Linked DNA regions of Mus musculus: region 2 is linked to region 1. A link is a contact called in public HiCAR-type data. All regions are on one chromosome and are shown on one strand. Each heading gives the region's core, a stretch centred on a gene start, on an enhancer-like site or on the middle of the called end of the contact. The rest is flanking DNA. Distances are from core to core; before and after follow the strand shown.

Region 1 (5,012 bases), core at 230-2,729:
GTCTAAAATGAGAGTCGTCAGATAAATTCTGTTATTTTAGATTAATAGAACATTGGCTCATGAAACATGGGCAAAAATAAACGCTGCCATTTTAATGTGCACTTTTCTGAGAAAGGCCATGTCACCTCTTTGTTCTAAGGGATTGGTTAATATTCCACTATGAATCTCATTAAAATTTACATGTTTAATAAATGTTGGATATTAAAATGGTGGTGAGGAGGTCTATTTATGGAAGCTGTTCATTTTCCCTGATGAGAGTCTATTTATTTTTATAAGGAAACCGGCAAAGTTAATCACCAGGTTGGGAGTGGCTGAGCCTATTAGTTAGGTACATTTGTTCATTTACCTAACCTTTGACAATGAGCAACGGAACATAATTTTATTTTGCAAATTTACAGGACTTAATCTTTACACACATTTTAAAGATTCTGGTGTTCCCTAACAAGATGGACAGTTGTGAATGTACACGAGAAACCAGTGAAATATTAGCCGGCCCTTGTTTCTACATTAACCTCTGTACCTGCCAAGAGGGCTTCTAACACTGCAATGACCCTCCGGATCTTTAGTTCTGACTTTTGTCCTTTTGGGGATGGGCGGAGCTAGTTGTGGAGGAAGGAGAAGGTACAAGCAAACTGCCCCAGACAAGGAAAAGTTCCTACGTTTCAGTTGGCTAGAGTGAAAATTGGGCAATAGCTAATACAGTCCAGGAAAAGTTAATTTGGTGACGGAACGTAGGCAGGTGTAAATAATGAATTCTTGCAGTCAAAAGATTGAGCTGCAAAAAAAAAAAAAAAAAAAAAAAGTCCTGGAGAACACAGCAAAAAGAATGTGACATTTATGTGTGTGTCCGCCTGGCTACATCTTACTGCAGCTCGGACGACATCTGCCCACTCCAAGTTTTCAGAGCAGCAGGGCGGGGACAGAGAATGTAGCGACCCAGCCACTCACTCTGGCACGTTCAGCACAGCGGCTGGACCCACGCGCCTAGGGCCCCGCACCGCGCCTGCGCGCCCCGTCACGTGGCGGGCGCCCCGCGCTGAGCGGGTTAAAAGTCACGGCCGCCGAGCACCCGGCCAAGCCGTGCTCTCTGTTCCTTCGGTCGACTGGGACGTGGGACCTTCTGCTGCTCGAGTCGGAATCCGCGCGGGGAAGCGAGCCGAACCTCCTGGTGCCCTTCCCCAGGGCCCCGAACGGGCTCGCGCGCGAAACCGCGTCTTTCAACTGACAATGAAATCGTAGCCACGGCCGGCGGCGAATAGGCGGGAGGCCGCGAGGCGGAGGGGGTGGAGGGCCATTCAGCCGAAGCCCCGCCCAAGGCCCCGCTCGCGCTCCTATTGGCGCACGCCGCCATTCCGGCCCCGCCCCTTAACGGACCTGTCGCTCTGTGACAGGCGGAGGGGCCAGTTCCTGTTGGGCGAGGGGGCGGAGTCAAAGGTTGCCTGAGCTCCGCCCGGACTCCAGGGGGCTCCTCCCCTTTTGTGCTCCTCGCGGCTGGGCGGGCGGGGGAATGTCATTGCCGCTCCGAGCCGCCGCTCCTCTGGCGCCCTCGTCCCGTCGGCTCTCGCCGCCACCGCCGCCTCCTCAGCCGCACGGGGGACACGGATGGCTAGTGGGGCGCAGGGGCCTTTTGGGTTGAGACCGCGACGGTCGCGGCCACTGTTGAGGCGGAGACTTCGGATCGCTGCCGCCTCCACCACCCCCAGTGTCCCGGCCTCGCGGTGCTGAGGGCGGGAGCGCGCCCAGCTCTTCCTCCGCCTCCGCCTCCTCCTCCTCCTCGTTGTCGTCGCCGTCGCCCTCCTCCTCCTCCTCTGGGTCTCCGCCCAGCACCCCTCGCTCCAGGCGGCGGCGGTGGCCGCGGAGGACGAGCGAGACCCGCCGCCGGGGCACAACATGGCGGAGCCCTCGGCCCCGGAGAGCAAGCACAAGTCGTCCCTCAACTCGTCCCCGTGGAGCGGCCTCATGGCTCTGGGGAACAGCCGCCACGGGCACCATGGGCCCGGAACCCAGAGCGCGTCCAGGGCGGCGGCGCCGAAGCCGGGGCCCCCCGCGGGGCTGTCCGGGGGCTTGTCGCAGCCGGCCGGGTGGCAGTCGTTGCTCTCCTTCACCATCCTCTTCCTGGCCTGGCTGGCCGGCTTCAGCTCGCGCCTCTTCGCCGTCATCCGCTTCGAGAGCATCATCCACGAGTTCGACCCGTGGTGAGTGTGCCCGCCCTTCCCCCGCAGGCAGCCCGCGGTCCCCGTTTGTCTGGAGCCCCTCGGATCCCACCCGGTCTCCCGCGGGCCGGGCCGGGCGCGCCCCCTGCCCGCTTGGCGAAGTTTGCCTGGGAGCGGAGCCTGGGTCCTCGGCCGCCGGGGTGGGCCGGCTCCGCGCGGCGCCTCTTCGCCGCCGCGCCCCGGCTTGCTCCGGGGGCCCCCTTCCCCACGCCCTCTCCGCCGCAGCTTTGCGCCTTGTTGCATTTTATTTCATTTCTCTCCTTCCTGCCATCGGAGCAGCCCCGGGATTGCCTTCTGGCTGCTGGTGGTGACTGGAACCCCTTGTCCGCTCAGCCTCGCAGTTTCATGCTTTCTTTCCGGGAGAGTGGAGTGTTAGAATGTAGGGGGGGAAAATATTATCCCGAAAGCGAGCGCAGTGGTAGCGCCTCGTGTTTTTCCAGCACCAGGTATTTTCCGGAGTGTCTCTTTCCCCCCTAAGGCCCTTAAGTGCTCTCAGCTCGCCACACTATTTGCACAGTTGTATTGCGTTGCTTTTTAGAGCGAGATCGTTTTTCTGTTAGCTGAACTCTCACCCTCGTTGTTGCTACAATATCCGACTGGGTTGCATGAGTTCTTTTATTGGTGTCTGCTGGAAGGTCTGTGGAGAAGAGAGCAAGCCGTACCACAGTGCTGAGAGTCTAGATTGTGGTGCCGAAGTTGCACGCTCTGCATGGCACTCACTGGTTTTAGGGACTTAACTTCGAACACTGAGTTACCTACACGGGAAGATTGCTTTTCACTTTCTTCCTCCTGGCCCAACCTGAGTTAAGTTTTTTGTTTTTTGTTTTTTGTTTTTTGTTTTTTTTTTCCCCCAGAGAGAGATTGAGAGCGAGCGCCAGCGCGCCTCTTTAAACTAGTTTATTCTTCAGGCTGCCCTATCAACCTTGAACTAATCTTACTTGTAATTAGACATAATTAAACGGTAGGGTATTTGTCTTACCATTTGAAATGCACAGAGAATCTTCTTAAGAGTTAGTACATATATAGGTTATAAATGAGTTTTTTGGGGGGGGCTTATGTGTTAAGTATCAGATTTAAGTTGTACTTTAAGAAAAATATTTATGCTGCAATATCTATTGAACACCAGAGGGGCCTACTCAAGGAAAACCTGTTTAGAGAAGCAGTGAGCTACAGTGATGGCCTGCTGTGAGGTGTTTTCGTCCTATTTTAAGAGGTTTCCATTTTTTTCTAACATTAGATTTGCTTTATAAATGACCATTATGTTATTTGGAACCAGAGGAGAAAATCATGTTGGTGGAGATTACATACGAACCTACGAATATTTGTGAAGTCTTAACTAACTAGATAGAGTATTCTTTGAAACAATCAATTAGATTAAAACTGAGATTGACTAGAAATGAAAGCCGCAGAATTTACTGAACAACATGAAAAGAGAAAGTTGTGTCTTTTCAGATGAAGATAGCACGGGGTGGAACAAAAACTGGAAATATTTCCAGGGTAATTGTACAGATACTTCCATGAAGTAACATTTTTTACAAATGGAAGGCTGGGAACTGTTAGGAGTGCACTCAGAAGCTGAAATTAATAATTACAGATAAATGCACAAATAAATGACAAGGCGATTTTAAAGTTTCTTTTTGTCATTTTCCCCTAGTAAAGCTGCACTTGAGGCGGCTTAGATTAGATGGCTTTAGGAATTGAAGAGCATAACTTTTTTTATTCATGAAAATCTATTTTGTTTCTATTCTGCTGTGTATGGAAACAGTTCTTTGACTTGAGTCTGCTCCACTTACATTTTAATTCACATTGCTGATCTGCAAGTGTCCACAGCTAAGGCCTACCTACTTAACTAAGCTCTCCCATCTACCAGCGGTAGTGTTAAATGTTTGTTTATTTTTGATGAAATGTTATGCTTGGAATGTTAGAGCATTCTAATTAGCAGATAGGTGTAGTAAAGGAATTTTCCCTGCCTGCACCCCATCGTGCATCGGGACTTGTCTGTGTGAATCTCATGGAATGCCTAACTCAAGAGACCTAATGAGAGAAATCAAGTTCAAACAAAAAGAATACTGTGCTCACTTTAGGTTTTCTTTTCATAGCTGTTACTAATAGGCATGCCATTCATTCTTCCATCTCATAATCATTCTTGAAAATTTTTTACAAGGGAGGTTGTATAGCTTGCCTGTCATTACTTTTGACTTTTAAAACAGTTTTCTCCAAAGCTAATAACAGCAGTCTCTCACACTAGTTTGGAAGTGGCTCAGATTACAGCGCAGTAATGACAGGAACCTTTAGTAATATTTAAATGTTCTCTCTGCCTGTTTCTACAAACCAATTCTGGCCTGCCCCATACCTCCTTCAGTCCCTCTTCCCCCTTCCATTTCTGTATCCTTTTTGTGAAAGGCTGTTGATGGTGAGTTGCTTCTGTAAATTTTATCTTGAATTGTGAGACTTCAGATAGCTGCCAAAGGTGAGTTGTCACCAAGTTACACCTGTTTTTAACTTTTTCCCTGAAGTTATAAATCTTACCAGCTGCTGTAAGAGGTAGGCTATGAGGTTATTGACTTAACTACCTTTTATTTAGATCATTTGGCAACGTTTGGGGTTATGATCTCACCTTTTGTGCCAGTGAGTTTCTCCCTCCTCAGCTGAGTTGGTGAGATTCCGGGCAGCAGTGGAAGTTATTCTGTAGGTACCAGACATTTGGTTGACCAACTAGTTTAACGAGCATGTGTCTAACGCATCCTTTTATCTGACACTGTATGTAGTCCTTGCATAGTTTTGCTGTGATTGTGAATG
Region 2 (4,678 bases), core at 1,309-3,808, 2.7 Mb before region 1:
GTTTTTCTGATAAAGTTTTGACCCAGCACTGATCTGCCCATGCCAGTAAGCAGGATTGACCAAAAGAGTTTGGGTTGAGTGGTCTGGGCCTGGGGAGGATTGGGAAGCCCTTACCTGCCTGCACTGGGAGCTTTGCAGATGGGCGTGCCAGTTGGACCTAGTGATGAGGTCAAATCAAGGTTATTTACGAAATACTATGAACGTTGTGACTATAACTGTTCCCAGTGAGAATCTAGACAAAGCACATGTCTGTGGTACAATGGCCTACAATTCAGAAACTCAAATTCTAGTCTATGATTTGTCACCCTGATTATACACTACTTCACTTCAGCTCTTAGGATCTTAATTTTTATACCTATGTATGACAGAGTTGGATTGTATCATTAAGACATCATCTCCTTGAACCGTGTAGGCAAATTTTTAATCCAAATGCAGAACAGGAACCCGAAGAGATAAAAGGAAACTCAAGTTGTGCCAGAAACTGGTAAGTTAAATTCCTTATCTTGACACCAAACTTGGCAAGAAAGTCACCATCAACAGCACAGGTGAGGAAACGGAGGCTTAGAAAAGTGAATGCGTTTGTCTGTAATCACACCTGGGCACTCCCTGAAGTGAGTCTTGTTTACAATTTCCACTGGCTTTCTATCTCTGAAAAGCCAGGATATCCAAGAACCTACTTCATACGGGTCAGTTAAGAAACAGTGGAGAAAAAAAGAACAAATCTTACGGAGAACGAATAAATTACAAGATATTCCTTTTCTTTTGTCACTTTAAATAATTAGGGGCAGGAATGGCTTTTGCTTCTCTAAGAGGGATTCTGAAGTGCCCCTTTTTAATGACGCCAGCACTTAAACATATGTGCCTTAGTAGCTTAATGCTTTGCAGTTTATTAAGTGTCCAAAAACAATATCAGATATATAATATGAAAAATGGCAGCTTTCATTTTTATGATCCTGACTCACTGAATGCAGTAAGCCCAGAGATTAGTTTTTACGGCCAAGCAATCCAAGGGCAGCCTTCTTTCCACTCCTTATCTAAAATAATGTATTTCAATGCAACTAAACACCTACATAAATGCTGTTAATAATTATTTCCTGACAATAAAACAACTTCAATTCAGAATGTGGCATTAAAGTTATATTCATCCTATTCAGCTTTTTTTAAAAATCATATTATTTCCCTCAGTAAGCATGGCATGCTCTGGTACCATTACCGAAGCACTTCTGCTAGAGGCACTTATATGCTAGAAACTGTGCTCCCCCCCCCCCCCCTTTTTTTTTTCTTGAAGATGTCTCACTTTGTAGCACTGGCTAGACTGCAACTCAAGACTCCCCAGTGCTGGGATTATTAAAAAAGCATGTGCTACCACCCCCTGACTTGTTCTTAAGAATTCATTAAATCAATGTAAAAAAGCACTAAGATGGGTAAGCACTCTTCAATTTACAGATGAAGTAATTAAACATACAAATTAAGTTGTCAACTTCAGAGCCAGCCTAGCTCTTAGAAATTATAACTGGGTGCCTTGGAGGGTAAGCAAGCCCTGGACTTCAGAAAAGGGGGAAGGAGAAAGTCAGAGTAAGCAGCCTTCTCCTCAAGAGAGGAAGTGGAAAACTCGATGCTTACACATCTGGGCTATCCATCTAATCCACTGGCATTCCCACGACAGCAAGCTGCCTTTTAGACATCAATGAATCTCTCGCATTTACATGAAAACGTCCATTTACAAACCTAGAGCATTCAACACTCTGTAGCCATTCAGCGAATAATTCCAATTGTTTTCCATTTAAGACGATGGAGTGATCACTACAGACAGGGTAAGGAGAACATTTTTTGAGAACTAGAAATGAAACTGTTTTAAGATTTTGTTCAATCCAACTTAAAATTCAAACGGGGGTGGGGTGGCTCTTCTGTACTTAAGGATTAGAGGTCAATTTCAGTCTCAGTATGTCAATGTTTTTGATCATCACATGGTATTTCTGATTTCTAGTAGCTTCCATGGGTATTTTATCTCTCTTTCTGAGTATTCCGAGTTCCTTGCGAGGAGGACCACTGTTAGCCTGCCTTGCAACCCAGCCGGAAAACGGGACTGAAACATGCAAGTTAGACTGATGGTCACTCCCAGACGCCACCGGCACTACCCACGTCCCTCTTTCCCTCTCCGATATAAATGCCACCCCAGTGCAGGAAATAAAACTGAAAGCGTTCCCAGCGAGTCAAGAGCACGGACCGAACTTGAGCAATCCCCGAGCGGGAAGGCAAAAAAAAAAAAAAAAAAAAAAAAAAAAAGCCCGTGGAAGCGGGGCTGTGGGATGGCAGGGACCAGGGATGCTAGACTGGGCCGCTCTGAACAGCAGAAGGGCGCCGGGGACAGAAAGCGAAGTGCGTCTGGCCAGGCGACAGCCACCAGGCCCCTCCTGGCTGTCTCCACCGTCCGGGCGAGCGCGAGCGATCCACTCACCCTGAACCCTGGCTACGTAGGGCGGTCCCCAAGGCCACCGGGTTTCGCTTCCCCAGTGTTTGGAAGCCGGCTGAAAACAAACCGGGTCGCCAGGGGTCACCACGGGCTTCCGGTTTCCTCGAAGACGCCACCGCTTCCCCCGTCAAGGTGGCCGTCACAGGTGCACCGAGGGAGTCCCATGTCTTCCGCCGCGGCTCCCGCAGTCAGGGGCCCTGGAGGTCACAGAGGAACCGAGCAGGGGCGGCCCGGGGCCGCCGGAACAGGCCCGTTACCCAGCAGCACGCGCGTCAACTCCGGGGTCGCCGGCGCCCGCTGCCCCGCTCAGGGGCGGCGAGGCCTAGAGGGTTCTAGAAGGGTCTACGAACGCCCCGCCGCCCACAAAGGTGTCGCCGCTGCGCACAGGCTGGGTGCCAGCGCAGCGCGACGAAACCGGAAGCCGGACCTGAAGACTATATAGGGTGCCGCTAAGTGGCGCTCTAGCGGGGCGGGGCGTACTACAGGTCCCATGAGCCTCTGCGGTAGGGCAGAGGCGCACTACGAGTCCCGTGAGCCTCCGCGGCGGGGCGTACGTACTACCAGTCCCAGTGGTCCCCGCGGCGGGTGAGGTGTCGCGCCCAGCCGCGGGGAGGCGGAGTGGAGCTGAGACAGCGTCGCAGGCTGGCTGCTGTTGGGCTGAGGCGCGCGTTCAGGGCGCCCTCTAGCGCGTCCTTTCCACTCAGCGGCAACTGGGATTCCGTGAGGTGGGTCCGTGCTGCTCAGCTCAGAGGCGCCTGTCACCGTGGTGCTAACCCGAGAGCTGATGCGTGTCTGGGGCCCCTGGAATCCACGCAGGCCCCGTGTTTCGGGTCGCGTGGCGGTCTCCTTGGGTATCTTTTGAAGCAAGGTCGCTCACTGACTTCATGGGGGTTCCGGGATGCTCTTCTGTGTAGCAGGAGAAAAGGAGCCCATGGCCAACTCTTGACTTGTTCTGGCTCTTAGAGTTGTCTCCTCTCTCGGTTATTTCTAGGTGATAATCCTCCGGGTTTGTTTGTTTGTTTGTTTGTTTGTTTTTTGAGGCAGAGTCTTATGCATCCCAGAATGGCCACAAACACACTTGTTTCCACCACCGGGTGAAGAATTTTAGTCATCTATAATTCTCTCTGTCTGTAGTTTGTTAAATCTTCATATTTTTGTACGTTTGTTTTTTAATTTTAAATTTGCGGCAGGGCCTCAAGTAGCCCAGGCTACCCTCAAAGTCTTGAATTTTTTTTTCTCTGACCTCCTGCTTCTGACTCCAAGGTTTTGGGTTTATACATTACCAAGCAATGCGGTGCTGGAGGTTGAACCCGAAGCCTTGTGCATGCTAGAACATTGAACTGTATGGTGAGGCATAGACAAATTAATTGCAATCTTAGGGGGTCACAGACAGAAAAAGGAGCACAAGTTCTAGATTATTTCTGGTTAAGTAATGTGAGAGTCATAGTTATAGTTAATATTTATTTATTGACAACTAAGAACGCTCATGTTTCTTGGCACTATATTATTTTGTCAACTGAAAACTTAAATTCTGTCAGTGTTCTGTGGAAGGTTTTTGAGTATATAGTTTTTGCCTATGGGTAGATAATTTTTTCACTGGAGTATATTTGGTTTTGAACAATCAAAAAATATGGACCTTGATATAAGTTACGACTATGGCTCAGCTCTCTTAGGGGCAAATATTTATTTTTAGGGTTAGTACAGGTATTATTTTGATAATACCTTGTTTGAGCAATGAAAACCTTTTTGTTTTTCATTGTTTTTAATGTGTGTTATGCTTTGCTGGCATGTGTGTGTGTGTGTGTGTGTGTGTGTGCATGTGCATGTGCATGCAGTGCCCATGACAGCCAGAAGAGTTGTATTCCCTGGATCAAGAGTTGACAGAAGTTTTGAGCCTCCATGTAGGTGGTGAGAATTGAACCTAGGTCCTTTAGAAGAGCAGGCAGTGCCCTTAACCACTGAGCCTCTCTCTAGCCCAACTTTATTTTTTTAAAGTGTGGTATCTGAAGAATACTGTAGTGAAACAATAACAACATATTTTTAGAGGAATAAAGTTTTAAGTGAGTTTGTAGATTTAAATTGTATACTGAAATTTCACCATACCACTCTATAAATCATTTTTCTGTAGTTTATTCTATGTTGTAAGTACTGTATCCTTAACATAATTAAAGTGTCAGAATTGCTGAGTTGTAATAGCAGAGTTTT

Evidence for each region. HiCAR-type assays count read pairs that join an accessible place to other places.
Region 2: a HiCAR-type map of astrocytes shows a contact between it and region 1, with 4 times the contacts expected there. The contact joins the promoter of Zcwpw2 here to the promoter of Stt3b in region 1. A contact is called at or near these places in 4 of 39 promoter capture datasets (erythroid cells, hippocampal neurons, liver and 1 more), 3 of 484 Hi-C or Micro-C datasets (embryonic stem cells, erythroblasts and muscle stem cells), 2 of 115 datasets of contacts at active chromatin or transcription factors (astrocytes and large pre-B cells) and 1 of 9 other capture datasets (liver).

Annotation. Positions count from the first base shown.
Region 1 is chr9:115,306,935-115,311,946 of GRCm38.p6, reverse strand. Stt3b (STT3, subunit of the oligosaccharyltransferase complex, homolog B (S. cerevisiae)) reads left to right here and starts at 1,479. Exons shown (of 16, transcript NM_024222.3): 1 at 1,479-2,195. The coding sequence starts at 1,891.
Region 2 is chr9:118,038,739-118,043,416 of GRCm38.p6, reverse strand. Zcwpw2 (zinc finger, CW type with PWWP domain 2) reads left to right here and starts at 2,558. Exons shown (of 9, transcript NM_001378466.1): 1 at 2,558-3,198. It overlaps Azi2 (5-azacytidine induced gene 2), which reads right to left and starts at 2,895. Exons shown (of 8, transcript NM_013727.4): 1 at 2,459-2,895.